Linked DNA regions of Hordeum vulgare: region 2 is linked to region 1. A link is a contact called in public Hi-C data. All regions are on one chromosome and are shown on one strand. The core of a region is the stretch at or near the end of the contact, and the rest is flanking DNA. Distances in the headings are between cores, read along the strand shown.

Region 1 (3,828 bases), core at 1,221-3,720:
TTCGCGAAAAAAATGGCTGAATTTCAAAATTTTGTTCAATTTATAAACTAAGTTCGTTTTTTCGAAAAATGTTCTTGCTTTCATAAAATGTTCAATATATTTTTAAATTTCGGAAAATGTTCTTGCTTTAATAAAATGTTCAAAGTTTCAAAAAATGACGTTTTTCAAACAGTGTTCACAAATTGAAAAAATGATCTGGATTTTCAAGCATTGTTCGTTAAATTCGAAAAATGTCTTTCCTTTTTATAAGAATGTTCTAAATTTTTAATAGCTTCCGGTTTTGAGAAACATTCATAACTTCAAAAAATGTTTGGAATTTTCAAAAATGTTTTTTACTTTAGTATTTTAAGAAAAATGTTTGGTATTTTCAAAAAATGTTTGGTATGTTAATAAAATTGAATTATAAAAAAATTGTTAAAATTTTAGAATAAGTTCGTGTCTGAGAATTATTCTTAAATTTTGAAAAGTGTTGTTGCTTTTACAAAATGTTCCGAATTTCAAAGTTTATAATTTTTCATACATGTTTCATAAATTCGAAAAATGTTCCCGGATTTTCGAAAATTATCGTTCAAATTGAAAAAAAATTGTTGCATCAAATTCAGAAAGAAAAGGAAAAAAAAGTAAAAATAAACCCATAAAAAGCAAATAAATACAAACAAATTTAGAGGAACAGAAATGAAAAGAAAAAAGAGGAAAGTATCAGATTTTCTTAAGACAAAAAAAAACTGGGCCGGCCCAGTCGGGCGACCAGGTGTGCGTCCGCTCCGCAGTTCGCCGTGAGAGCTCCTACCTGCCGCTCATTACGGCAGGGAGCCCTGCGCCACACAGGGGGAAGCTGAACAATTTTGAAAAAACCTGAACAAATTTGGAAGCACGAAAATGTTTCTAAAGCCTGAACATTTTTTTAATCTTGAGAACAAAATTTGGAAACAGAGAAGAATTTTGAAAAAAACCCGATTTTTTTTGGAGCGTGAACAGTTGTTTAAAGCACGGACATTTTGTGAATCTTGAGAAAGAAATTTTGTGAAGGAGAACAATTTTGAAAAACCCTGAACAATTGCGAAACTGAGTACAATTTTGAAAACTCCTAGACAAATTTGGAAGTGCGAACAATTTTAGAAGGACATGAACATATTCCTTATTCGTGAACAAACTTTTAAAATTGTGATTGGATTTTTTAAAATGAGAGCATATTTTGAAACACGAACATTTTTTGAAAATTGGAAACAAAAAATTGTATATGGGAACATTTTTGAAAATGTGAATATTTTTCGAATCTGTGAACACATTTTGAGACCGCGAACATTTTTCAAATTGTGTACAAATTTTAAAACATGAACAAATTTGAAATTTTTGAAAAAACTATAAAAGTATGAACATTTTTAAAATTGTGAATTGCTTTTCAAATAACAGGAAGATAATTCTAACTCGTGAATAAAATTTAAAAAATGTGATTGGTTTTGTGAAAATGAGGGAATGTTTTGCAAACACAAACATTTTTGGAAGTTTCAGAAAGACAAATTGAAAACGGGAACAATTTTTATATCTGCGAACCAATTTTGAAAAATCTTGAACATTTATTGAAAGTCTAGAACATTTTTCAAAATCAATAAATTTTCGAATTTGAAAAAGGTTTTTTAAATATACATATTTTTTTTGAAAATACGGTACATTTTTTGAAAATAGAGAACATTTTTAAAGTACAGAACGCTTTTTAAGTAGGAAAAACTTTCTTTGAATTTGAAGAACATTTTTTGAAAATCCCGAGCATTTTTAAAAAGAGCAAAAGTATTTTCCGAATTTGAAGAACAACTTTAAAAAATATAGACATTTTTTGATACTGAGACAAAAAAGAAAAAAAGAAACAGAAAAAAAGTAAGAAAAAAAAAGGGTTCAGGGAACCTTGTAAAAGTTTTCTAAAATAGGAATAACCAGCTGGTAACCTTCAGAAGGTTTTTAAAACAGGAGGTGTTGGAACTACATATGGTCCGGCCCATTCCCGAACGCTCGCTGGGTGCGCGTGTGCAAAGCCCCGACATGGCGACGCAGAGAGCGACGAATAGGCTTTTCCGATCGTCGCAAGGAGTGGTGCATAGGAGGTCCCGCGAGGCTAACACGTACGCAAAAGGCCCATGCACAATACAATTGCCAGGACTCACCTGAGACCAGGCCCGTATACAGCTATGCAGCGTACTCCCGACAGCCCGTCTTTACCACGATTCACCAGGCGTTTTCAATTCCTGCCGCCGTAACGTAATTCAACACCGATGCCCATGGCCTGCACGACACTCCCACCCCTCCTAAACTCAGCACGCAGCAACGTACGTGGGTCAATCTCAAGCAATGCCTATGTATTAATGCCGCGAACGCCATGATCATCACCGTAATTACCCCACTCAATCGAATCATTATCATCGTAAGTTCACCAAGATAGCTTCCAATCACTCACGCGAAACAAAAGGCTCGGAGGATGAGCGGCCATAGACTCACGCTACTGCTGGTCGCGTTGACGGCACTGGTTGGATTGGCGGCAGCGGACGCGGAGTACAACGTGGTGGACTACGGCGCGAGACCCGACGGCGGGGCGGACTCGGCGGCGGCGTTCCAGGCCGCGTGGGGCGCGGCGTGCAACGACACGGGACGCTCCGGCTCCCGGCCGGTGCTGCGCGTGCCGGCGGGTAGGTTCTTGCTCAGCCGGGCCTACTTCAAGGGCCCCTGCCGGAGCGCTGGCGTGGTCGTCGCCATCGACGGCAACGGCACCGTCTTCGCGCCGCCGGTTGTGGACAGCATGGCGTGGATCATGTTCCACCACGCCGACGGCCTGGCGATCCGCGGCGGCACGCTGGACGGGCAGGGGCAGGAGTACTGGGCGTGCAAGAAGGACGGCAGGTGCACCGGACAGGGCCCCAGGGTGAGCGATGGCATGATTTTTTCTTTGCAATGCGATTTGGTTCGGATTCCCTGTGGCGAACGGATGCCATACGTACGTGCGTTTGCAGACGCTGGACATTAGCCAGTCCAAGGGCGTGAGCGTGGAGCAGCTGACGCTGCTCGACAGCAAGAACGTCCACATTGCCATCTTCGACTCCACCGGTGTCACGGTCGAGGGCGTCAGGATCGTCGCGCCGGCCAACAGCCCCAACACCGACGGCATCCATGCCCAGCTCTCCCGCCACGTGCGCATCCTCAACACCACGATCGGTACTGGCGACGACTGCGTCTCCCTGGGGCCCGGCACCTCCGACGTGCTCATCAGAGACATCAAGTGCGGCCCGGGCCACGGCATCAGGTGCCACCTAGTTCATCATCCATTATTGTGTTTGCTTGTGATTTGCGCAACGTTCGATAGACATAATTGGTTTTGCGTTTGCGTTGGATGTATGGTGCCAGCATCGGGAGCCTGGGAGGGCAGGCCGGAGAGGAGGGGGTGAGGAACGTGACCGTGGAGAGGGCGGTGCTGACGGGCACGACCAACGGCTTGCGGATCAAGACATGGGGGATGCCCAACCCCGGCTCCGTCACGGGCGTCTCCTTCTCGCAGGTCACCATGCACCGCGTGGCGAACCCCATCCTCGTCGACCAGGACTACTGCCCCCGCAAGGTCGATTGCCCGGGCAAGGTATGTAAGAGATGCCACCATTCAAGTTGCCTACATGCAATGCAACTACTCGTGAACCATCCAGTGTATGTATCACGAACTACTCCTGTTGTTGTTTGTGCATGCATTCAGAGCTCGGGGGTGCAGATCAGCGACGTTTCTTACGAGGACATCGAGGGCACGTCGACGACGCCCGTGGCGGTGAAGTTCAACTGCAGCGCCACCAACCC
Region 2 (3,296 bases), core at 628-3,127, 990 kb after region 1:
ATAACAAAGTAAAAAAAATAAAAAAGTAAAGCTTGTCTTGTAAAGTTCCCTAGATTCACACTAAGAGTAAAAGGTATCATGCTCTAGTATTAACAAAGCATATGCTAAATGCAATTAGGAGAAGTAGTAAATCCAACTAAGGCACCAAGCCTATGTTAACTACGAAGGCGTCTGTGATGAATTTAACAATTTTAAGATGACGTGTCGGCTCGGTCTTTCGAAGGTGCTCATAGAAGTAAAGTGTGTGTGCGTGCCTTTATAGAGGTAAATATACGCTCGTGTATGTAAACAACTTTAATTATACTATGTTTAAAAAGAAAATAATAATGTTGATCTGCGTCACATAGCTTGTCTTGTAAAGATCAAAGATGGTGTCTAAAAAAAGGTGCTTGATTATTTCTATATGTCAAGTTTCCCCATCATAATTGTCAAACACACCTTTGCCATGAGAGGAAAAAGATTGTATTATAAATCCTTCTAGAACATAATGGTAGTCCAAATGTGATTGTTGTTAGTAACAAATTACACAATGTCAAACTTTTTTGGAGGGATACACAATATCAGTCCTAACACACCAAATATAATATAATTTACCCATGCCTTCTTTATTCGCAACTACATTTGGAGGCTAGCATCAGGATTTGATTCTTGATACTCTTCACCATTTATTTATTTTATCTCGACAAGACTCATTGTAGCATAGCGAAAACATTCAATCTACATAGTGTTCCTTGCGCTTCAGCGCTAACCTTTACACCTCTAACTGTCGAGTCAGTACAAATCCATACAAGATACTCTTACTAACCGTCGTAGTAACAAATTAAAGCTTGTCTAGTCAAGAACAAAGACATTTAAGATCTTTATCTCAATATCTTCCATCACAAATGCAATTCTTATTAGGAGCACATTACACAATATCCATCCTAACACTAGAAAATGACATAATTTGCTTGCCCATCCTTATTTCTCAACTTCAAGTGCTACATTTAGTATTAAAATGATGATTCTTAATCCTCTTCCACTATCATTTGTCTCGACAACAAAAATATCATGTTAAGATAGGGTTTATAACGCTTCACCGCTAACCTTTACACCAATGGCTTGGTACAAATACATACAACATACTAGAATATCCCGTGGACATATGGTTTGTGGTGCTTCACCGCTAACGTTCACATCGTTGACTCGGTCAGTACAAATGCATAGAACACACTCCTACTAACCACCATAACAAAGTAAAACGTGTCTAGTAAAGTTCCCCAAAAAACTATGTCAATGTTTTCTACCAAAATCGTCAAAATGCATTCTCTTCATCAAATGCAACTCTTAACAGTAACAAATTAACAATGCCAATCCTAACGCAGTAAATATTACATAATTTATCTGCATATTCTTTATTCCTGAACTAAATTAGAGGCCTAGTTGTAGGATTAATGTAATGGTTCTTGATCATCTTCCGCCATCATATGTCGCGGCGACGAAAATATCGAGTCGACATAAGGTTTGTGACGCTTCACCGCTAACCTGCTAACCTTTACACCGACAGCAAGACCCATGTAGGCGCCACATCAGCAGGCCTACCCCTACAACAACTAATAAGAATCTTCTAGATTCACACTAATAAGAGTAAAAGGTCTCATACTCTAGTACTAACAAAGCATATGCTAAGTGCAATTAGGGGAAGTAGTAAACCCAGCCAAGGCACCAAGACTACAGCAACATCCACTGCCAAAAGGAGAGGAAGGAGGCTTATGGCCCACCCCACCCCCACCCCCACCCCCTGTTCCATCATGCATGCATAGCTTGCCTGCCCCCCTCAAGTTGGTCCTTGATGCAATGTATCCGCCCCCCTTCGCCTCCCCTCCAAGCTCCCCCCTAGATTTCAAACCCCACTCATAAAATTGTCTGCCCCTCTCTCGCTTCCTCCGTCATCATGCTTGGCCTCTCCTCCCCCGTCCCCATCCCCATCTCCATCTCCATCCGGCCACAGCAGCAGCGTCGCCACAGGGGATACACGAGTCACCGCCCCCGCGGACGATATCTGCTTCGCCGTCAGGGGGATCCGCCTTTGCTGGCATCTTCCTTTCTCCTGCGCCACCGTAAACTAATCCCGTTCCGTGCTAGCTGCTGGTGGGCAGAATCCAATCCGAGAGCATCGTGTTCGGAGTGATCTTGGTGTCTTTCTTGGTCGGGGGTGTTGATTTGGAGGAGAGGGGATTCTTAGGGCAGGCCTTCCTTCAGGTGGATGCGTGGTACGGGCATCACCAAAATGCAAGTTTCAGGATCGAAGGTACTGCCTTTTTTCTTATGCTTGATTGTCCACACTCTTGCCATATTTATGTTTTGGTTGGTTCATCGGTTCTTTGGTTCATGTAGCTAGGTTGTTTGTACAATTTTGCGTGGAGAAGTATGGCCTTTTACCTAGTATTTCTTGAAAATTTTGACGGCATAGAAAAACATACCTGAATGTTTGGTTAATAGGTGAGCATGATTTTCTTGTTTTCTAGTAACATTTTTCTTCGCTCCACAGGTATTGCCACTTGCGGTGCAGTTCTTCCACAGCAGATGATCTGCAGTTCAGTCACGGACTCACAAAGACTTCAGATCTGTTAAAAACCTTCAGATTCCACAAGTTCTTATTCATCTCAGTTCCTGGATAGCCGCTGATCTGCACTCACCAAAGAATAGATGGATAGCCAGTTCGGTGCAATGGACAGAGGCGGTAGTAGGCAGAGGAGCAGCCCTGTGTTAGCCAGACCAAATACTGCAAAGAGGCAAATGCAGCAGCAGAGGGCAAATGCTGCTGACAAGAAGGTTGTCATACCGAACTACTTCGGCGTCGAAGCGTTCTTCGTGCTCGCCTGCCTCACCGTTTCATTGCTCATACTGCCATTGGTGCTGCCTCCGTTGCCCCCACCGCCATCGCTACTGCTGCTCTTGCCGGTCTGCTTGCTCATCCTGTTGATGGTGCTGGCCTTCATGCCGACTGATGTGCGGAGCATGGCCACCTCTTACTTGTAAATAGGCTTGCTGCGTGGTTTTTGTTTCTGATTGTGTGTTGGCATAAGATGAGTGCAATATGAAGCATCTTTCTCGGAAGAATATATTTTGAGTGGTGCGTGTAGTAACTTTAAAAGATAAAGATTGGAGTTTGGAAATTTTGGTGCATTGCTTGAACAAGATTGTGCAGATTTTCTGTCATGGAACATCCACCTCAACTTGACCATTTATATTAGTTCTTGATAAGTGACTATTCTCTTCTGTTGACTAGCAAAGTGCACATAGTTATTTTAAAT

The links. A called contact is a pair of places that touch in the nucleus more often than the background predicts.
Region 2: a contact with region 1 is called in a Hi-C map of seedling, with 7 times the contacts expected there. The contact joins the promoter of LOC123451167 here to the promoter of LOC123451164 in region 1. A contact is called at or near these places in 2 of 6 Hi-C or Micro-C datasets (leaf and seedling).

What each region holds. Positions count from the first base shown.
Region 1 is chr4H:48,414,492-48,418,319 of MorexV3_pseudomolecules_assembly, forward strand. It overlaps LOC123451164 (polygalacturonase-like), which reads left to right and starts at 2,471. Exons shown (of 4, transcript XM_045128175.1): 1 at 2,471-2,911; 2 at 3,000-3,289; 3 at 3,391-3,619; 4 at 3,731-3,828. The coding sequence starts at 2,471.
Region 2 is chr4H:49,400,653-49,403,948 of MorexV3_pseudomolecules_assembly, forward strand. It overlaps LOC123451167 (protein AUXIN-REGULATED GENE INVOLVED IN ORGAN SIZE-like), which reads left to right and starts at 1,878. Exons shown (of 2, transcript XM_045128179.1): 1 at 1,878-2,290; 2 at 2,531-3,158. The coding sequence starts at 2,689. The coding sequence ends at 3,021.